7 separate regions of the Mus musculus genome follow, and all the other regions are linked to region 1. A link is a contact called in public promoter capture Hi-C data. All regions are on one chromosome and are shown on one strand. The core of a region is the stretch at or near the end of the contact, and the rest is flanking DNA. Distances in the headings are between cores, read along the strand shown.

Region 1 (2,949 bases), core at 297-2,796:
TACATCTTTTAAAAACTTTTTGTTTTCTAGTGTTTGGTGTTTGTTTGTTTGTTTGTTTGTTTGGTATTTCAAGACAAGATTTTTCTGTGCTTAAGAAAACAATTTTTACTTTACTGCTATGGTTTGGATGGTTTGAATGTGTTCCTCAAAGTTTCCTGTGGTGGATGCTTGGTCCTCCGTGTGGCAAGAAGTAAGTTGAATTGAGAGACTGTGATACGGGTTCTTTCAAAAGTGAGTTGTTATACAGTCGTAACACTGGTCCCTTCTCAGTCTCTGGTTTCTTTGCCCTGTGATCTCTTTCTGTCCCATAGTCCCTTGTGAAGCCTTTTTTCATGAGCTCCTTGTCAGAGCTGGTGCTTTGCTGTTTGGGGTGTCAGCCTCCAAAACTGTGAGCTGCATAAATCTCATTTCTTTATAAGGTGCCAAGCCTGGGGCATTTTGTTCTAGCAATGGAAAATGGACTTACTGAGTCTGTGGTATTCTTTTTTTAGGAAAAGAAAATGGACTAGAGACATTGCTTTCAGATTCCTGACCTGTCTCAAAGCTGAAGGTTTTTAGGGCTTCTACCTGTTTGTCAAGATGAGTTCCAGAGGGCTGGCTGGAGATACGGCTCAGTGGTTAAGAGCACTGGCTAGTCTTCCAGAGGACTCAGGTTTGATTCCTAGTACCTACATTGTGGCTCATAGCTATCTGTAATTGCAGTTTCAGATCGACACCCTGGTCTGGCCTCTGCAGGCACTAGGTGCACTCGTGGTGCACATATATGCAGGCAAAACACCCATACACATAAAAGTAAAATCAGAGGGGGGAGGGGAGGAGGAGGAAGAAGAGAGGAGAGAGAGACAGAGACAGAGAGGGAGAGGTGAGAGAAGTGAGAGAGGTGAGAGGAGTTGTTTCAGGGGCAGGCGATGAAATTGACAGCAACATCCCCAAACCTGAACACACACTTAGGTATGGGGTCACACATATTGTTTACCATGGCTTTGTAATGCTTTCTTGAGCAAAAGTTGACTATCATTTTTCACCTAAACAATCCGAGGAAAAAAAAAAGCCCGAGGCAAACTGGTAGTTGACTGGTGTGATGAAGCGCCTCCTTAGAAAGGAGGTTCTGAGCCTCCCTCAGAAGTCTAGAGACCCCCAGAAGGCGCAGGTTCCAGTCAGACCCTATCCCTTAGGTGGGTTGTCTAGCAGTTTGCGGTCTGGATTTGAAAGGCAGCTCCCGGAGTTTTTGTCTCCAGTGTCTGCACCGCCTCAGCGACTCCCGGGGCCGGAGTTCAAGATCCGCCTCTTAGAGGGTGGCTTCAGGTCAGGGCGTGGCGGGCTCTAGCTAGCCGCGGGCGCCGAGCCGAGCGGAGCCGAGCCCGCCGCCCGTTCCTAAGCAGCCGCGGCCTCCTCCCCACACCCCTGCTCGCCAACTCGCTCCAGTGACTGCAGACTCGCCCCGGTGCCTGGCGCCGCGTCCCGGGGTGCGCACTCCTTTTCTCGGCGGAGGGAGCAGGACTGGGGCGCATCGTCCTACAAGACGCGCTGACGTCGCACAGGGCCGGTAGTCGGCGCGGAGCGGCCGGCGCGCGCGCGTGCGTTGGGCGCTCCCGCGAAGCAGGCAGAAGCCGCCACCGCGGCTGTGCGGGTTCCAGGGCGGCGGCCGCTACACAGCAGCGCCGCGGGCGCAACAAGCGGAGGCAGCCGCACCTGCGGGGATGGCGCGGCCCCGGCCCTGCACCGCTGTCAGGCGCGCGGGTAGCTCCGGGTACGCCCAGTGACGGCGGCGGTGCCCTCGGCCGGGCAGTGCCCAGGCCGCTTGGCTAGAGCCCCGCGGCCGACGGCGGCCCGGGCCATGAGAAGCGACCGGGCCCAGGCCTCGCTGACCCCGGCTCCGCGCGGCGGCCCGTCCCGTTTCCGCTCCGGCCTCTCGGCATGAGTGTCCATCCGGGCCCGGGGCCGTGGCTGCCCCTGTCCCGCCGCCCGCGGGCGTGCTTGGGGCCCTCGGGCCCGCGGTGCTGATCCCGGTTCTCCGCCACGCCTGCCCACCCTAGCGCTCTATGTCCCGGGGGCGCGGCCATGGAGGTGGTGGGCGACTTCGAGTACTGCAAGCGGGACCTCGTGGGACACGGGGCCTTCGCTGTGGTCTTCCGGGGGCGGCACCGCCAGGTGAGCGCCGCCGGCCCGTTGTCTGGTGCGAAACTGGGGAGCCAGCGCCCCGGTCCTGGCCGCTGGGCAGGGCTCCCCGGGCCTGCCTGCCTTTGTGCTTGCTGTCACTGTCGCAGGGTTTGTTTTGGAGGCCAGAGCCGCTAGGCTGAGCTCCACCTACCGACGGGCGCAGAGCCACTGATGTTCTTCCCTGACAGTGTGCTGGGTAACCGAGGTGCGCCCGGGGACTTGCTGCTCAGAGAAGCCACTGGTCCCGAAGCGACTAGGACTCCAGTGTTTGCACAGTGTAATGTGCTTGTCCATACTATGGGTCGGTGGACCTTTGTCCCTTCTCCCTGCCCCGGGCTTTCCGGAGCTTGTCACCTTTACCGTGGATAATTGCACACCCAGCGGAAAACGGGCGCGTTTCCCGTTAGTCTGAAGCTTTCTCAGACTATCACGTTCCTCTGTGTCTGGGGGAGCTTTGTAGTATCCCTCCCCTTTTTGAGTTAGAGGAAATAAGTGACAAAGGTAGTTGGACCCTAACCTAATAATACAACGTAGATGCAAGTTCAAACCTCAGTTGTTTGGGTTTTTTTTTTTGTTGTTTCTTTGTTTTTTCCAAGCCACTGTTTCGCAAATAGGTCACACGAGGTTATAGAATCTAAAGAATTTGAGAAGGCACATTGAGACTGGAAGTAATTAAAAAAAAAAAAAAAAGCTTTGGTTATTCTGTTTGTTTCAAGAGTGCCTATTAAAAAGGTACTGTCGTCTATGTCTTATTCATTATGAAATAACTTAAAAGTCAAGGAAAAAAAA
Region 2 (2,949 bases), core at 136-2,635, 2.9 Mb after region 1:
ATTATATAACTGTCTTCGTGGCCTGTATTGTTAAATTTTAAATAGTGTACAGCAGTTAACAGGGAAGAGGCCCAATTCTGTGCCATTTAAAACGATTTAAAGGTAACTCATTTAACCCCCTCCTCTCCCTTTCCCAACCACGCTCCTGATTTACCTGTAACTCAACCATTCGTCATGCTGCTTAAAGAAGTCACAATCATCTATAAAAGCATGTCCTTAGTATGATGCTGCTTTAAACTTTATGACAAAGGACACTGCTGTACTCTCACACCTAGTTTAACCAGAACCTGACAAATCACTTTGCTCCCCAAGGTTAAGCTACTTAAGTGGATCCGATTAACCAGTTCCAAAGGCCTGCAGGACCACCATGCTCATCTGTAATCCTACCACTAAGCAGGCTGAAGCAGCCTAGAGACCGGCTCCCCACCCCCACAAAGGAAACCAGCAAAACTCCAAAGTTGTAAATCGCCTTGTAACAGAACATTTATATAAACAAGTAGATTTGAAATACCAAGTCTCCCCTCAGAAACCTTTGAAAACCCCGTCCTAACTGGAAGACTTGAACATGTCAATTTAACCCAGTTTCAATAGAAACACTAGCATCTAAACCAGAACCTTATACTAATTTCTATTATTAAGTATCCCCTTAATGTCCAAACACGAACGTTAACTGCAACCTTGTGTCTGACACGGAGTGGTGGGGAGAAACTCGAACGCCTCCAACGGCCCGCAGGCCACCCGCAGATGAAGCCGTTGGTCTCCCTTGAGCTCCCCAAGCGCCGCACAGGGATGCAGGAATGCACGGAAGGAGTCAGGAGAACTGGCCTGGCCAGTAACTGGCGACAGGCTCAGTGTACAGCGCTTTCTAATGAGGTTGTGGGTGGCTCTGAAAAGAGCCTTTGGTGTCTGTAAAAGTCGCACTAACGACCGGTAGGGGCCTCACTTGCCCTTGGCCTTGTGGTGGCTCTCGGTCTTCTTGGGCAGTAGCACGGCCTGGATGTTGGGCAGGACGCCGCCCTGCGCGATGGTCACGCGGCCCAGCAGCTTGTTGAGCTCCTCGTCGTTGCGGATGGCCAACTGCAGGTGGCGCGGGATGATTCGCGTCTTCTTATTGTCGCGGGCCGCATTACCAGCCAATTCCAGGATCTCAGCAGTCAGATATTCTAGCACAGCCGCCAGGTACACCGGGGCACCAGCGCCGACCCGCTCCGAATAATTACCCTTACGGAGAAGGCGGTGCACACGGCCCACTGGAAACTGCAGGCCGGCACGGGAAGAACGAGACTTCGCTTTTGCACGAGCTTTGCCGCCCTGCTTGCCACGACCAGACATCTTCCACTGATAACCAAAAGTACGCAAAAACAGAAAAGAAACCTAGCGAAAACGAATTCGTAAGCGCCAGCAAGCTCTTATATATGATCAGGAGGGAGGCTAGACTGCACCTTCCTATTGGATGCCAACAAGAACCAATCAGAAAAGAACGCGGAGCCTTCCTAATTTGCATATGCCTTACCCCGCGATGACGTAATGTAAAATTGTATTCAATCAAAGGGAGTGATGCCTGATCCTTCATTTGAATGCAAGGCATACAAATATTCTTGCTACAGGGGCGTCCGCGTTTCCGTAGTACAACTAGACATTATGCCTGATCCATCCAAATCAGCTCCAGCCCCCAAGAAAGGCTCCAAAAAGGCGGTCACCAAGGCGCAGAAAAAGGATGGCAAGAAACGCAAACGGGGCCGCAAGGAGAGCTACTCCATCTACGTGTACAAGGTGCTGAAGCAGGTGCATCCGGACACCGGCATCTCGTCTAAGGCCATGGGCATCATGAACTCGTTCGTCAATGACATCTTCGAGCGCATCGCCAGCGAGGCCTCCCGCCTGGCGCATTACAACAAGCGCTCGACCATCACGTCCCGCGAGGTGCAGACAGCCGTGCGCCTGCTGCTGCCCGGGGAGCTGGCCAAGCATGCTGTGTCCGAGGGCACCAAGGCAGTCACCAAATACACCAGCTCCAAGTGAGGCGCGGCGAGGGTGCCCTCAATTCAAAGGCTCTTTTCAGAGCCACCCATACAGTCGTTAAAAGGGTCTTGAACACAGTGCGGGCCACTGACGATTGCCACGCGCCCGAGGCGTTCCCTGACACTGGGTGCGGCCAAGTCCGATTTTTGAGCGAGAAATGTGGGGGTATGGCTGCTTTGCCCTTCCTAAGCGTAGAGTGTGAACGACAGCTGCAGGAGCAGGCAAGGGGCGTGAGTCCTCTCCCCAAGCCTGAAGTTTCGGTGGGCGAGGTCACAGTGAGGTGGTATTCTGGATGTGGGCCCCCTTGGTGGCCTCTGAATCTGTGTTCCCTTTAGCACCCTTTCCATCCTTTTCTGGAATAGAGAGGCGTCTTTAGCCCCTGAAAACTATTCTGACATTATATCATGTCAATAAACCCTGCACTAGCAGTATGCTGGAAACGGGGCGGGGGGAGGGGCGGCACACCGCAAAGCCTGTGTGCAGGAGCTAGGATGTAATTAGCCTGAGCTGCCAGCAAGCAGTTTCAGTGGTTAGGGGATGGGAGGTGGGAAAGAGTTCCGTTGTTTTGAGCAAGAGTTGTTCCCCTAAAGCTGCATAATTTTCTGTGAAGCATTAGTAAAAGAATAATCCACACTCAGCATTTATTTGGAGAACGTCATTAAAAATTTTTTTATTAGATATTTTCTTTATTTACATTTCAAATCCTATCTCCCTTTCTGGTTTCCCCTCCGAAAACACCCTATTTCCTCCTCCTTCCCCTGCTCACCAACCCACCCACTCCTGCCTGCTTCCTGGCCCTGGCATTCCCCTACACTGGGGAGAATGTCATTTTTATGGAGAACGTTTGGGCAGGGAATTTTACCTGTGGAAAGATCACCACTTTCCTTGGTTTGGCTTTTATTTATGAAAAGAGGATTCGTGATAATT
Region 3 (2,949 bases), core at 127-2,626, 2.9 Mb after region 1:
TTCTGCAGGAGGGAGACACCCTCTCTGCCATCAGCCTCCTATTTCACAATCATTTCCTATTTCACAAGGTCTCTTTCTGGTAACTCCACACCTTTTGGGATAAAAGGCCTAAGGGTAACTGCTTCTCTGAGCTTTTCTTTCTCTTTTCTTGTGTGAACCCCTATGCAAGAGAAACTTAGTGTTACTTAAGCTGATCTGTCTTGTCTGTTGTTCAGACAGTGAACTTAACAGGACAGAGGACAAAGGTTTTCTTTTTTGGCAATAGAGCAGCTTTAGTGTTGTCCCTTCAGGGCTTATCATGTCATTCGTGGAGAGATGTGGGTCTCTTTCAGCACCATTAAGGGGTTTGGTGGCAGGGGGGTAAACCTGCCAACCAATCATCGGTAAACCGGGTATGGACGAAACGAAATGAAAAATTACTGGGACGATCTCTGTTTATAAGCTTTTTAAGTTTATAAGTTTATAAGTTCACCTTTGTGCTAAAGTCCAAAGTAAAGGAGACTTGGTGCCTGGTTTATTCTGGTCACCCAAGTTCATGCAGTGATGGGGACACACTGGCAGAGTATCAACTCTGACACAGGCCAAACTGTTGATCTGACAGCGGGCCCCTTCACAAGCTCTCCAAGCTGAGTCTGGACTGACTACCAACACCCGGTTTTCCCCAGAATGCACGTGCATCTCATCCTGGAATAAGACAGGCTACAATCCCGACCCCGTCACAGGATCAAGTTAACTGTAACTCACACTTCCTCAACTCAGGGCAGGGCAGTAACGGGACATCCCTTCGCACCGGGCACTGGCCGGCTGCACCCAATGGAACGCACCTTGAGGTCGTCCGCCGCCTCCTGCAGCGGTCTCACCCGGTGAGTCCAGTGCTCCGAACGCTCGCAGATGGGGCACAGCAGGCTGAGGTCGTCGCCGCAGAAGGTGGTCAGCGGCTCGCGGTGCGCCGCACAGACGCCCTGCGGGACCGGAGAAGGCGGGTGCAGGCGTCGTGCCATTTCTGCCATTTTGGCGAGCGGGCGGTTGGGCCGTAGGTTCCTCTGCGCCGACAGCTCGCGACACTCGGGGCACGCGTATGGGCCCTCGGGCTGGCCCCAGCAACGTCGGATGCACTCGCGGCAGAAGTTGTGGCCGCAGTCGGTCATCACCGGGTCGGTGAAGTAATCCAGGCAGATGGCGCAGGTGGCCTCCTCCTGGAGGTTGGTGGACAAGTCTGGGGCAGCCATGGTGCTGGCGTCTGCGCCTGGATCGAGCTTTTCGTGGTGCACCGGGATCGGGCAACTCCGCCGCGAGAGCGCAGTGGGAACGGGCCAGGAGCAGGTAGCGGCACTCTCAGCCTCCTGGGTAGTGGGTACATCCGGCACTAAGCTCTCAGACTTCCGCCGGAAGAGAAACCACAGCGGAAGCAGGAAGCTAGTTTTTATTATTTTTTAGAACCCGTTTGTTCTTGGGTTGGCCGCTGTGTATCGGGGCTCGGGGTCGGAATCGAATTATAGTGCAAGAGATCGCATTTTCGCCTCTCTTGCGGTGACAAGTCTCCGCAGGTGGTGTCCCCGCACCCCAAGATCCGGATGCTGCAAACTTTGGCCATGGGTTCTGTAGCTAATCTCTTGTGCACTGTGTAAACCTTTCTCCGGTCAATACAATGGCCAGTGAGCTTAGGCAGGAAATTAGAAGGTGTGATGCCTGGAAAAGAGAGGGGCCGGGGTGGATGCCGGGATCGACACCGACGCAAGTTTGGCCCCAGAACGCTGATGGAGATAGCAGCAAAAACTGAGAACCAGGTAACCAGCCACGTGTGGCAGAACTTAGAATAACGGGATGATTATGCACGAATCAGGAAACAGTCAAAGCTTATGGTGGTGACCGTCTGCGGCCACAACTTCTGCCGCGAGTGTATCTGACGTTGCTGGGGCCAGCAACTTAGAAAAGTTGTGGACAGCGAGTGCTAAACTAGAAAGCCAGGCACGGCTTCTCTCCCGTAAGATTTCCCGTAGCGGCGGGCTGAGCGCTTGAGCGGCCGTCTATAAGCAACTGGGTAGCGAGCCGGAACGCACTCCAGCCTGCGTCTGCAGCGGCCCGGGTCTAGCACTCCCGCGGCTGCTGAGTCAGGCAGCGGCCGGCCACGAGCCTCTGGCGTGGCCCGCAGGCGAGCAGCTTCTCAGAGCTGCACGAACCAAGCGCAGTTTGCGATCCAGAGCTGGGGCACATAGGCCTGGCTTTCAGCCGGTGGCTGCAGGTAAAGACCTAAAGCCATTCTCGAGCAGCAGGTCGGAAGGGCCTGCAGAAAGATGGAAACAATGGGGGCAGCCTCCTGAACTGAGCTGAGGGGTTGAAGTTAGCCACCGTAGACACTTGCTGGTCTGTGGAGCCTGCAGACGCACTAAAGAACAAAAGGAACATTTTCCCGCAGCGGCTATGGGACTAAAAAGCCCCAAACTTCTGAACCGGTAAGGTATTAAGTTTGAAAACAATAAAAGAGGAAAGAGACTAAATATAAAACATCGTAGACAAATATAGTTTAAGTTGGTAAATCGAAGTTTTTAAGGAGATAGAGATTAAAGGGAAAATATCTTCTATGATAAAAATGGAAAGAACTCAGTGGCACAGGGCATCTAGAGTCTGTATAATTTTTGCTATAGTTATCAGCATATAAATAATTTTTTTCAGTAACGATAACAAATTTTCTATATCTTTTTAAAGAGAGATCAAAAGAAAGCAAACTTAGATAAGGAGAAGACTGGAAGATGTAGGTTACAGGCCTTAGAAGAAAAATTAGAAAAAAATATAAATAAAAATTAGGAAAACTCTAAAGTAGTAGAGATACGACGAGAAAGATATCTGAAAAATGAAGACAGGTCATAGAAGAGAAATTGGAAAGATTTATAAATAAAAATGAAAATACTAAGATAGTAGAGCTACAAGAAGAAGAAAATATAAAAAATG
Region 4 (2,949 bases), core at 246-2,745, 2.7 Mb after region 1:
GCATGCGCCACTACCAAGCTCCAAGTCCATTTCGAAATTCTTTTGTTAATAAGACTAAGAACACACAAAAGGAACTCCAGTTTCCCTGGTAGCAATATGATCCAGTATGCCCCAAAGACCCAAGAACAGGGACTCAAAGAGACATCCGTGTAGTTGTTTTCATAGCAACACTTTTCCTGGCTCCAAGAATTGGAGACCTCCCAAGTACCCGTTGCCAGCTCAGCACATAGGGAAAGGTAGGCATTACCGTAATAAAAAAATTTTTTTTCGATACAGGATTTCTCTGTATAGCCCTGGCTGTCCTGGAACTCACTCTGTAGACCAGGCTGGCCTCAAACTCAGAAATCCACCTGCCTCTGTCTCCCAAGTGCTGGGATTAAAGGTGTGTGCCACCATGCCCAGCTATAAAATACAATTCTTAAAAAGGGAAGGGAATTCTGATACGTGCTATACTGAGGATGGGTGCTCCATGAAGAGAGCCAGGTGCAAGAGGACAGGCACTGGTTCTCAGAGGCTTCCAACCCACAAGGGCAGAAAGCCAACTGTGGGCACCAGCGGCTGAGTGTGTGTTCTGGGAGGAGTCAACGTTCTGGAGTTGGATGATTGGGAGATAAAAAGTTCTGGAGTTGGATGATAGTGAGGGCTGCGCAGCCGTTTGAACAATGCCGATATAAATGCACTAAAAGTGGTCTCGCTGGCTGGCTTTCATCAACTTGCCACAAGCCTAGCGATATCTGGGAAGATTCAGAAAACGCCTCCATAAGCTTGGCCTCTAAACAGGTCTTGGCTTATATCACATCAATGACTGATGTGAGAGGGCCCAGCTCACTGTGGACAGGTGCTCCTGGGTCGTATCAAAAAGCAGGCTGGACAAGCCATCAGAAGCTGGCCGGTAAGAGCCCTCTTCCAGGGCTTCTGCTTCAGTTCCTGCCCTGAGTTCTCTCTGTAAGTGGGTGTGACCTGAGAGTTTTCAAATGAAGTGAACCCCTTTTCTTCCCAAGTTGCTTTTGGTCATGTTTAGTATAGCAATAACAAAGTAACAGTGGTGAAGATAATACATTTTATACTGTTCGTATTTAACCGTGAACAAGGAAATGCCTAACTTTTTTCCTCCTTTTTTTCTGGGCAGTACTGGGGATGGGAACCATGGCTTCCTGCCTGCTAGGAAATGCTCTACCACTGAGCTATCTATCTTCAACTTTTTATTCGGAGACAGGATATTCATTTTAAGTTGCACAGGCAGGTCTTGAACACGCATCCTCCTGCCTCTGCCCCCCGAGAGGCTGGCTGGGATTGCACACCAGGACCGAGGTAAGATGGCAGATTTCATGTTTACTTATTTACCACGACCACAAGCGGTTTGACCAGGAGCCAACTAAGGAAAGGGTCACCGGGTGGCTCTAGCCTTGGTGTTTATCTGGGCTTGCGCACCCATCCACTGGCTGAGGTCCCGCCCACTTTCCCCCCCACGCACGCGCGTCGCCAGCCGCCGCCGCCGCCGCCGCCGCCCGGGGCCGCTGTGGTGCCCGCCTTCACTTAGCGCCCAAGATGGCAGCGGTGGCGCTGCTTCGGGGCGCGGCTGTGGGGCGCAGAAGCCCAGCTTGGCACTGGCGGCTGAGCGGGACCGCGAGTCACTGCCTAGCCCGTGGCTTTGGCCTTCTTGGCAGCAACCCCGCGGACGGTGTGGCCTGGACTTGCTTCCGGCTGGACGGGCGCGCCTTAGTGCGCGTGCGCGGCCCGGACGCTGCACCCTTCCTGTTGGGACTATCGACCAATGAGCTGCCGCTTTCGGGGCCTCCGACCGGCGCGGCTCAGCCCTCTGCGCGTGCGGCGTATGCCCATTTCCTGAATGTGCAGGGACGCACGCTCTATGACGTCATTCTGTATGGGTGAGCTTGGGCGGGGCAGCAGGGCGGGGCAGTAGGGTCGTTAGAGTGCTGAGGGAGCAGACCTCCAGAATCCCAGGAAGGATGTCCAGGATAAGATTTCTAGGGAATACTGGCTAGACACCCTTGGGAAGAGGCATAATTAGATTATTCTGGAAATGACTTTCTGAGGACAATCTAGACTTAGGGAAGGGGTCACCTAGAGGCGGATGTCCCATGGAAGGCATCCAGGTTGCGCTAGTTACTTGCACAGAGCGTTGTGCCTGGGACCCCAACCAGTCAAGTCAGAAGCTTCTGGAGTTATTTTCAAGATGGGTGCTTCAGCTTTGTCCCTCCCTCCTCACTTCTTAGAAAGATTTCGCTGGTTCGTGGGACTTTATTCAAAAAGCCACTCTCTGCACAGCCTCTCCACAGTGACAGATTGTCCCAGTGTTCTGAGAATCCAGTTTTTCCCTTATTTCTGGTTCCTCTTTGCAGTGCCAGCTGTTTGCCTGTATGGTCTCATTATCTATACAGCAGACCTGACTGTGACTGTAAATAGTGTTTGCTGGCCAGTCTGGGCAGGGCCTGCGTCTATAGCATTGAGTCTTCAGCTGCTCACCTTTATAGGATCTAAGTCGTGAAGTCTCAGCATTGTCTAGTAGGCATGTGAAGACCCGCCCTCCCTATCCTGTCCCTGAGCTGTCCCTTGACTCCTACCAAAGTCCAGGCCTGGCTGCCTGTCTCAGCTACCCGGTGTCTTTCCAAGTTGGTTTTTGGTGAGCCTCTTCAGTAGCCCCTAGATGCTCATTGGGAGTATATGGGGAATCCTCATATCTGGAGAACAGTTCCTGAACCCCTGAGGGTAGCTATTCCAGGATGAGAGTGGTGGATGAGAATTGACAGCCATGGCACCACTATCCAGTAGTTGTCTGCATTCTGTGGGGGGAAATCTAGAGTGCCTGTCTCCAGGTGCTGAAAGGCCACAGTGATGTGCTTCCTAGAGATCCTTTTCCCACATTACTTCGCTTAGTGAATCTCTGAATCTAGAACTGTGTCAGCAAATGACAACCCATGGGCCAGA
Region 5 (2,949 bases), core at 324-2,823, 2.7 Mb after region 1:
CCTCCCTCCCTCCCCTCCCCTCCCTTCCTTGCTTCCTCAGAGGCACCAGAAGAGGGCATCATCTCATTACAGATGGTTGTGAGCCACCATGTAGTTGCTGGGATTTGAACTCAGGACCTTCGGAAGAGCACTCGGCGCTCTTAACCCCTAAGCCATCTCTCCAGCCCCCTGTGTAATATTTTTAAGAGTAAAATTAGGCAAAGATATTTCTTATAAAGTCAGTACATTTTCCAAGGAATCTCATGTGCACTTCCTTCACTGCCCCTCTAGATCACCTCGAAGCTCAGGACTTCTCTCCAAAAAAAGCTTTTGGAAAGAACTGATACTTAACTCAACTGTGCTGCCCACTTTACTGCAATTCTTTAATAAGTTTGTTTTATTTAAGACAGGGTCTCCCTATGTAACCTTGATTGGCCTAGAGCTAACTATGTAAATGGAACCTGTCCTGAATGTTCTAAAGGTCGGCCTACCTCTACTTCCAAGTGCTGACATTAAAGGTGTGTGCCACCACATTGGGCTTATTTTTCTTTTATCTCCTGAATTAAAGACAACTTCAGCATTCTCTGAGATCTTTGCCTTCCCGTTTCTTTCTTTCTTTTTTCTTTTTTGTTTAAGATTTATTTGTTTGTTTGTTTATTTATTTATTTATTTATTTATTTATTTATTTATTTATTTATTTATTTATTTATTGTAAGTACACTGTAGCTGTCCTCAGACACTCCAGAAGAGGGAGTCAGATCTCGATACGGATGGTTGTGAGCCACCATGTGGTTGCTGGGATTTGAACTCCTGACCTTCGGAAGAGCAGTCCGGTGCTCTTACCCACTGAACCATCTCACCAGCCCCTGCCTTCCAGTTTCTTGAAGTAACTTATTTAAAAAATACTTTGGGGAGCCACAATAGTACATACTTTTGTTTGAGATGGGGTTTTTCTGTGTACCCTGGCTGTCCTGGAACTTGCACTGTAGACAAGGCTGGCCTTGAACTCAAAGATCCATCTGCCTCTGCTTCCCTTGGTATACATCTTTTTATTACCGGCATTTGGGAGGTAGAGGTAGATGGCTCTCTGGGAGTTTCCAGACAGTCAAGACTACATAGTAAGACCCTATCTAAAAAACTAAAAGACTTAAAATTAGGTGTATGTGTCTATGTGTTTGGGTAAGAGTACATGAGTGCAGGTGATGCGCCTGCCCAACCTGAGTGCTGGGAACTGAATCTGGGTCCTCTGGAAGAATAAATAGCACGTGCTAGCCGCCTCTTGAAATGATTTAACAGTTAACCGGCTAACCCGAAAATGTAACTAAACGGATTCGAAGCTGACTTCTGATGTGTTCCTCTCAGGGTCTTTGTAAATTGGTAGGGTTTGAGCCTAGGGAAAGAAAGGAGGGTACGGAAAAGGGCGGAGTTTGGAGAAGAAACAACGAAGAGAAGTGGGCGTGGTCGTCGGGGAGAACCGCGCAGTGCGCCTGTGCATCATCGCGGCCCCCCCCCCCCCCGTTGGGCTGAGGTGTGGCTGTCGCTTGGGGGCCGTGACAAGGCGGGATTTAATGTGGTGTAGGTGGGGCCGGCGAGGGAGACGTAATGTCAGCGGGCAAAGGTGGGACGTGGCCGGCGCTGGTGCTTTGCGTACTCGGTGTGCGTAGCCATGCCGCCCTCCGGTGTGTTCCGGTGGGCCGGCGCGCCGCTGTGACGTAGTCCTGCGGGCGGTCCCTGATGCTGCGGCGCCCGCTGGTCGGGCTGGCGGTGGCCGCCCTGGGTCGGGTCCCCGCGGACGGTGAGTGCGCTGGTGGCTGGTTGTCTTCGGAGTGGGACTTGTGGCAGCATATTTCCCTTGCGTGCCGTCTCCATCTTGTGGGGATGCCGGGTGAACGTGTTTCTCGGGACCCCAGAACGACAGGGATGGGCACGCGGAGTCCCAGCCACCAGCAGATCGGTGCAGCATGAGCCTAGTCTGCGCTCTTCCTCTGTTCCCTACCCAGCCGGCGTCCTGGGTAGGCTCAAGCACATGGCTTTACTCCTGAGCCATTGCGGGCGTTGGACTTCAGTGCCTGCAGATGGTGCAGGCCCTGCAGACTATTAGGATTTGGCTTGTCCCGATTTGTTTTGTTTTAGAAAAAAATATTAATCTGCCTTTGGGCTTATTATTCTCAGGCATCGTTTTATCCAACGTGGAAGTGGGCGGGGTTCGTTCTGGTGGTGCCTGGAGGTGGAGCAGGTGACATTAGCTCCGCGGTATCTGAGGAGAGAGGGAGAAAGCAAGTAAATGACTGGTCAGCCTTTGATAGGCTCCAAGGAGAGAAAGAAGAATGCAGTTTGTTTCTGTGGGTGCTCCTTCAGTTCACCTTGCAGGAGGTCATAGGCTAGTTATGAAAGCGACTACTAAAGTTGTTTCCCTTTCTCGTCTGTCTTGACAAACACAAAATATCCAGGAAACATGATGTAATTGGAAAAGAAAAGGCAGAAGGGGATGTGAGAGGAAAGAGCCCAGGCGACAAAGAAGGAAAGTTAGAGTAGGGTTGAGCTCTTGGGAGGCAGCCATATGAGCAAGGCTTCTTGTATCCCTGACTCTTCTGGTTGGGACTTAATCTTCCCTGTCCCATCCTGTCCTGTCCCCATCCTCCCTGATTGCATGTGATGGTGTCTGTCTTCCTTCCTTCCTTTCTTTCTTTCTTTCTTTCTTTCTTTCTTTCTTTCTTTCTTTCTTTCTTTCTTTCTTTCTTTCTTTCTTTCTTTCTTTCTTTCAAGATTTATTTATTATCTATAAGTACACTGTCTCTTTCTTCAGACACACCAGAAGAGGGCATCAGATCCCATTACAGATGGTTGTGAGCCACCATGTGGTTGTTGGGATTTGAACTCTGGACCTCTGGAAGAGCAGTCAGTGCTCTTAACCACTGAGCCATCTCTCCAGCCCCGGTCCCTATCTTTCTTGATTCTGCTTCTGCTGGT
Region 6 (2,949 bases), core at 298-2,797, 2.0 Mb after region 1:
CTGCTGTCCCCTCACTGACCTCCAGACTCTCTCTGTAGTGACTGCTTTTGGTTGGCTGCCCAAATCCTCTGGTCGCAATACAGGATCCTGGTTCTCAGAGCCATAGTCAGAGCTGACCTGGTTCTTCCTAACATCGCTGTGGGGAGTTGCAACTGGTTTCACTTATATCCTGAGTGGCAGTCTGCTTAAAGCTGTTTTATCCTGCTTAAGTTTGTTAACCCCTAGTTGTCAGGTATCTGCTTTCTTCTTCTGCTGTCTGCTTGCTCTAGTCTTGGAGAAGGGTAGGGAAGAGCCTCGTGGAGGACAGGAGATGACTCACAGTATCAGGAATAATCGGATTGGTAAAAATAAACACACACAAGACAATACCTAACACCATAACTCCACCCTGCACTCCTTAATCTTTACCAGGCAGTAAACAAAGTTATAGAACACAAGTTTGCATATTTTTTTTCCTCCTGCTCCCTCTTCCAACAAAACACGAAAGCTGAAATAGAGAGAAAGGAATCCGATCCCCGTGATTTGAAAAACAAACAGATACCAACTCATCAACTTCTACTCATCTGAAGCTTCCCACTTCCGGATAACCACATTCTGGGCGTCCTCGTGTACACAGCGGAGGCTGGCAGCGCTGGCCGCTGTGTACAGCTGGCAGCGTTAGTTACAGGCTCAAGCCCAGAGCTCTGTTCTCATCTGTCTTCAAGGGCCCATGGTATGCACTAATAGCTTTAAAATTCATTTAAAAAAAGATGTATTTTTTTTTATTATTTTTAAAATGTGAGTACACTGTCACTCTCTTCATGCACACCAGAAGAGAGCATTGGATCCCATTATAGATGGTTGTGAGCCACCATGTGGTTGTTTGGAATTGAACTCAGGACCTCTGGAAGAGCAGTTAATGCTCTTAACCGCTGAACCATCTCTCCAGCCCTTAAAATCCTTTTTTTTTCTTTTCTTTCTTTCTTTTTGGTTTTACAGGGTTTCTCTGTGTAGCCCTGGCTGTCCTGGAACTCATTCTTTAGACCAGGCTGGCCTGGAATTCAGAAATCCATCCGCCTGCCTCTGCCTCCCAAGTGCTGGGATTAAAGGCGTGCGCCACCACTGACCGGCTTAAAATTAATTTTTAAGTAGCTAAATAATATTCCATCCCTCATCCCCAAACGGGAAATCAAACCCAGGGCTTAGAGAAAACAACCCCACAATCCACGAACTGTTTTGAAAGCTAGTTTGCAAAGATAGGGCCGGCTCAGGGCAAGACTGAGCCGTGCACATGCGTGGTCCTGCTTCGCTCTGTACCCTCCTCCCTCCCAGGACCTGTCCGTACCTTCCACTTCTCTCGAAGGGGAGACGGTTTCTCTGATCTGCAACTTTACAGGCAGGGAGTGGAGTCCCAAGAACTCCCAGAATCCAGAGGAAATTTTCCGCAAATCTTTCCTCTTCGGTAGGGACAGGGCATGGACTGACTAATTCTCTCTGACTTTTTTGAAATGTCAGTTTTGACGTCACCCCTGCAGAATGGCTTCTCTCGGCGGCCGGAACCATCTACGCTTTTCCGCGGGGCGACTTGCCGCGCCGAGGGGCGCGCGTGGCCGAGGGGCTTGGATTCCTTGCCTGGAGGAGCATTACGTGACACAGCAAGGCTCCGCACATCCTAGTCGCCTGCGGGGGACGCAACGCTGCTCGCTCCGGCTAGTCACTGGCGTTGCCTGCCCTCTGCCGGCCTGCGGATGGTTCGGTCCGGCTGGGTCACGCGCTAAGGCTCAGTGCAAGGGCCTGCGGAACGGGCTAGCACTTGCCGAGGGGCAGAACAGTGGCGACAGCCCCAGGACAGTTGCGAGCGGGTTCCGGCCCAGCATCCGGGAGACGGCGGCAAGCGCCCCAGCTGGGTTGGTGTTGGGCCATAGGGCTGAATGGAAAGCGCGGATGGTAAACACCTGGGAGAGGGAGGTGGCAGGTTCCACCCCCCGTTTGGGGTAATTGCTTTAGTTTGACTGAATACTGTTGGGGACGTCGCCCTGCCAGTCAACCTCCGTTTTCTAGCAGGATGGCCGTCTGAGGACAGGGCAGGCAAGACACCTCATTTCTCTCCACTCTTAACAGGGTAACTCGTCCTCATGCGTTGGAAGAAATGGTTAGCCCTGGGATTAGCCAGTGGATCGCCGTTGAGGTCACAAGTGGCCCATAACAGTAGGGGGCCAGGAGGACCTACTGCAAGTATAGGGTGAATTTCCATTTCTCGGGGGTGGGGGTGGGGAAGCCTGGTACCACCCATGGTGTCCGGCAGAGAGAAAGACTACAGCTAGTGTATTGCTGGCAGTGCCGAGCTATCATAGTTGTCATTAAACAGTAGAGAGGACATGGCACGTGACAGTGTTTGCTCTGCTAGTGTCAAGTGACTGGGTGCTCTTTAAAGGAAGTCCTGCTGAAGTTGGCAGTAGTAGAGAGGGGAGTGGTTCTAAGTTGGAGATAAAGTTCCCTGCTGAGTTTCTTACCCACTCTATACTAGCTAGTGTAGTAGGGGGATCAGTGAGTTTCCTGTGGGAGACAGTTACAGCTCCTGCTGACTTCCGTGGAGATCCTTGTAACCCCTTGTTTGCCTACAAGGCACTCTTAGTGGCCTGGTGCTGTGAGAAGACAAGAAATAGAGATGAGGAAAAACTAGGGCACACCAGGGAAGGATGGTGTGGGTCTCGTTTGCCAGGCTTGTGGTTCAGACAGCGGGAGCAAATCTCGTACATGCACAGCCTGCCTCTCAAAGTATGACGCTGAGGAGACTGTCTTCAGCTCGAAAGGTTACTAGGAAAGGGTGGTTAGGCACACTCCCAGAAGCCGGCTCCTGTGGTAGAAGAATGTGGTAGACATTGGGATTGGGAGAGTAACAGAAGACCTAGGCTCCTTCCTCACCGGAATTCAGACGCCATATGCAATCCCGTCAGAGAAGCCTGTTGC
Region 7 (2,949 bases), core at 123-2,622, 2.0 Mb after region 1:
CTGTGTGTCTTTTTCTTCATGACCTCACTGCCTTCAGTCCTGGAAGACTGTGAAGAACGAGATGTTACAAACCTGATAAGTTAAAAAACAAAAACAAAAAACACTCCTCTGACCATCAAGCACTATAGCCCCTAGACAACCAAGTGAGAAACGCTGGAGTTTCTAAGTTTATGCTGAGCAAATCCCCCTATTCCTTTCATAGAATAGTTTAAGTCTCCAAATTACACTTTACCAAAAAGCCTGGATCTCTGTCTAGCCATGAGGGATGGGAAGGTTGGGGGAGTGGTGCCCAAGGTCTTACCAAAAACCTTACACTGGTCAAGAGGGAAGTTTCACTCTTCCCAGTCCGACTCCCCATGTGACACTCTGCAAGTCACATTCTCTAGCATACAGTATCACTCAAAGTTATGCTTCCATGGGGTAAAAGAGGATGGCAAAGACACTCCTGTCAATTTCATTGGGAGGGATAGCCATGTCTGGGTAAGAGACTGAGAATGCTCGGTTTTGTTTTTTGTTTTTGTTTGTTTTTAATGTAACCAATTATCTGAGGCCAAACACACCAAGAATTTAAAATTCAAGCCCAGCATGGCTTGCAGTCTCAGCTTCTTGAGAGACTATAAAACAGGAGGATCAAAAATTTAGGCCTCCCTAGGCTACACAGTGAATTAGTTCAAGGGCAGCCTAGGGAAGCTAGTGAGAATGAAGGACAAAGTACAAAGTAAGAGGATGGGAGATGTAGGTCAGTGGTTGGGAGCCTGTCTAGTCTACAGAGGTCTGGGTTCAATCTCCAATATTTAGAAGAAGTGGATACTGAAGGGCAGCGGCAGGAGAGAGGAAGAGAGGGGAAAAGGGAGTCCAGCTGGGAAGGGGGATTAAGGAGATAGCTGGAAACCCAGCAACAGCTGAATGGTTGGTCCCTCTAGCCCTGTAGCCCTAGTCCTCCCAGGATCCGTGTGGTACCAAAGAACCCGCCAAAGGTCATTGGAGGAGTCGAGCTGGCTTGGGGCTGGACAGCTGCGGCCTCAGTTTCCCCTCCCCGCGGGGCACGGCTGCGGGGCCGGCTGGTGCTCACGCTTAGCCCAGGCTGTAGCCGTCCGTACTGCTCCGACACCCAGAAGCCGCGCCGGTCCTCCAGCGCCACGAAGGGCAGGTCGGGGAAACGCGCGCGGAACTTCCGGAGGAAGCCGCCCTCAAAGTCCGCCAGCACGCCGTCCATGTCCACCAGCACCCGCAGGGCGCGGCTGCTCGCCCGGCTCCGCTCGGCCCGTAGCGGGGCACCGCGGGGACGCGCACAGCAGCCGCGCAGCCTATGCATCGCCCCGCTCCTCGCCCGGGGCCCGCGGCAGACGCAGCCTCCACCGCGGACACGGACGCGCAGGCTCCGGCCCAGAGCGAGGCCGGCGCGCAGCCCCGCCGCCCTTAAAGGGACATGCGCCCAGAGAAGGTGAGCGCGACGTGGGTGCTGATCGCCCTGGGACATCCAGTCCCAGGTTACAGCCGCCTGTGAAAGCCAGACTGGAGCACTCTTCCTACTGAGGCAGTGGTGGATGGAGGAGCTCACCACCGGAGGAACAAATCCTTAGGTATTTATTGAGCGCTTACTTCGTTGAGCTCTGAGCCCAACAAAGTTCCAGCCATCCCGGATTATGGGTACAGGTTTTTAAACAGCTTGTCATTCCCAAGTATAGACAGGGAGGATTTCAGGTTTTAGGTACAGGTAAAGGCAGATACACCTGCTGTGTGTGATCCTCTTTGTTCATAGATGCTGAATGTTTGCAACCATAACCTTATAAAATTTAAAGCTATCAGAGGTGTAACCTTCAAATCTATAAAGGTTCTAAAAAAAACAGATGCTCTGTGTCCATCCTAACATCACTGGATTCAATAGTGAATCTCCAAATATGTCTGTAAATTTGTTACTGTGCTTCATGTTATTAAAAAAAAAGGAATTAGTAGGTAGAAAAAATATTTTAAAGGATGCAAACATGAAGGTATTTTTGGTAAAGAAAGGTCTCTGTATGTTAAATCTTGGTCCTTCCTGATCTAGATTCCCAGCACCCTGCTGGCTGCTCACAATCCTCTCAACTCTGAACACAGGGGATGCATACAGCACCCTCTGCTGGCCTCCATGGGCACATGTGGTGCACAGACATACATATTGCCAAAACGTGGGGAGAGAGAGAGAGAGAGGGAGGGAGGGAGGGAGGGAAAGAGAGACAGACGGATACACAGGATGTTTGTAAAGATTTTTTAAAAAGACTCTGTCCTAAAGAGAAGAGGGATGGCTGGATGTTTCCAAAATAAGAAAGATAAAGACAAAGCTAGAAAGCTCATGTCCCAAAAGGCCAAGCAAGTTACATGGGAGGACCAGACAATCTGTTGTGAGATTATGTTTTCTGGAAATGACAGAAAAACTTCCATAATAATATGGCTGCCTAAATAAGACCACAACAAGGAACCACCACTGATAGACATGCTAACATGGAAGAGAGACAGTGCTCACAACAGTCTGTAGCTTCAGTTTCTGGAGATTCAACACCTTCTTCTGGCCCCCTCAGGCACCAGGCAAGTGTGTTATACCCATACATACATTCAGGAAAAATAAATATCTTTAAAGAAACTCACCCTCCTTGTCATCTATGAACTTCATTCTCTAAGTTCATGAGACAAGAATCTAGAGGCACTGACTCAGTAAAAGCTTTGTGACTATTGTGGACGCCCGATTCGCCAGCAAGGAAGACACCACAACAGGATTCTTCTGCACAGGTTTATTGGAAGAGCTTGATAGCGAAGCCAAAAGACCCCAGCCCCAAAACTGGCGCTGCTTATATAGGCCTAGGAGTGGCGTGTCTATACCTGATTGGTTGTGCTTTCAGTGCCTCATTTACATTCCCCGGGATGGGCTTTGATTTGGTGAGAAACCCTTATGCACATGCGCACAATGGTTGT

Evidence for each region. Promoter capture Hi-C pulls out the DNA fragments that hold promoters and counts their contacts. Capture Hi-C pulls out chosen DNA fragments and counts their contacts.
Region 2: a promoter capture Hi-C map of liver shows a contact between it and region 1, with 2.7 times the contacts expected there. The contact joins the promoter of H2aw here to the promoter of Ulk2 in region 1. A contact is called at or near these places in 2 of 39 promoter capture datasets (liver and pre-B cells), 1 of 115 datasets of contacts at active chromatin or transcription factors (large pre-B cells) and 1 of 9 other capture datasets (liver).
Region 3: a contact with region 1 is called in a promoter capture Hi-C map of pre-B cells, with 3 times the contacts expected there. The contact joins the promoter of Trim11 here to the promoter of Ulk2 in region 1. A contact is called at or near these places in 2 of 39 promoter capture datasets (liver and pre-B cells).
Region 4: a contact with region 1 is called in a promoter capture Hi-C map of liver, with 5 times the contacts expected there. The contact joins the promoter of Iba57 here to the promoter of Ulk2 in region 1. A contact is called at or near these places in 2 of 39 promoter capture datasets (liver and pre-B cells).
Region 5: a promoter capture Hi-C map of pancreatic islet shows a contact between it and region 1. The contact joins the promoter of Guk1 here to the promoter of Ulk2 in region 1. A contact is called at or near these places in 1 of 39 promoter capture datasets (liver), 1 of 115 datasets of contacts at active chromatin or transcription factors (astrocytes) and 2 of 9 other capture datasets (liver and pancreatic islet).
Region 6: a promoter capture Hi-C map of liver shows a contact between it and region 1, with 9 times the contacts expected there. The contact joins the promoter of Flcn here to the promoter of Ulk2 in region 1. A contact is called at or near these places in 2 of 39 promoter capture datasets (both in liver).
Region 7: a contact with region 1 is called in a promoter capture Hi-C map of hippocampal neurons, with 5 times the contacts expected there. The contact joins the promoter of Nt5m here to the promoter of Ulk2 in region 1. A contact is called at or near these places in 1 of 39 promoter capture datasets (hippocampal neurons) and 1 of 115 datasets of contacts at active chromatin or transcription factors (large pre-B cells).

Annotation. Positions count from the first base shown.
Region 1 is chr11:61,853,689-61,856,637 of GRCm38.p6, reverse strand. Ulk2 (unc-51 like kinase 2) reads left to right here and starts at 1,546. Exons shown (of 27, transcript NM_013881.4): 1 at 1,546-2,151. The coding sequence starts at 2,062.
Region 2 is chr11:58,953,121-58,956,069 of GRCm38.p6, reverse strand. H2aw (H2A.W histone) reads right to left here and starts at 1,385. Exons shown (of 1, transcript NM_178218.4): 1 at 878-1,385. The coding sequence starts at 1,332. The coding sequence ends at 940. It also overlaps the pseudogene H2bu1-ps and a transcript of Trim17 not described here.
Region 3 is chr11:58,976,520-58,979,468 of GRCm38.p6, reverse strand. Trim11 (tripartite motif-containing 11) reads right to left here and starts at 1,376. Exons shown (of 6, transcript NM_053168.2): 1 at 825-1,376. The coding sequence starts at 1,229.
Region 4 is chr11:59,162,291-59,165,239 of GRCm38.p6, reverse strand. Iba57 (IBA57 homolog, iron-sulfur cluster assembly) reads left to right here and starts at 1,495. Exons shown (of 3, transcript NM_173785.6): 1 at 1,495-1,889. The coding sequence starts at 1,549.
Region 5 is chr11:59,190,576-59,193,524 of GRCm38.p6, reverse strand. It overlaps Guk1 (guanylate kinase 1), which reads left to right and starts at 1,573. Exons shown (of 8, transcript NM_008193.3): 1 at 1,573-1,774. The coding sequence starts at 1,714.
Region 6 is chr11:59,808,637-59,811,585 of GRCm38.p6, reverse strand. It overlaps Flcn (folliculin), which reads left to right and starts at 1,547. Exons shown (of 13, transcript NM_146018.2): 1 at 1,547-1,926. Gm16062 (predicted gene 16062) reads right to left here and starts at 1,506. Exons shown (of 2, transcript NR_045686.1): 1 at 1,325-1,506.
Region 7 is chr11:59,846,496-59,849,444 of GRCm38.p6, reverse strand. It overlaps Nt5m (5',3'-nucleotidase, mitochondrial), which reads right to left and starts at 1,372. Exons shown (of 5, transcript NM_134029.2): 1 at 1,073-1,372. The coding sequence starts at 1,315. It also overlaps a transcript of Cops3 not described here.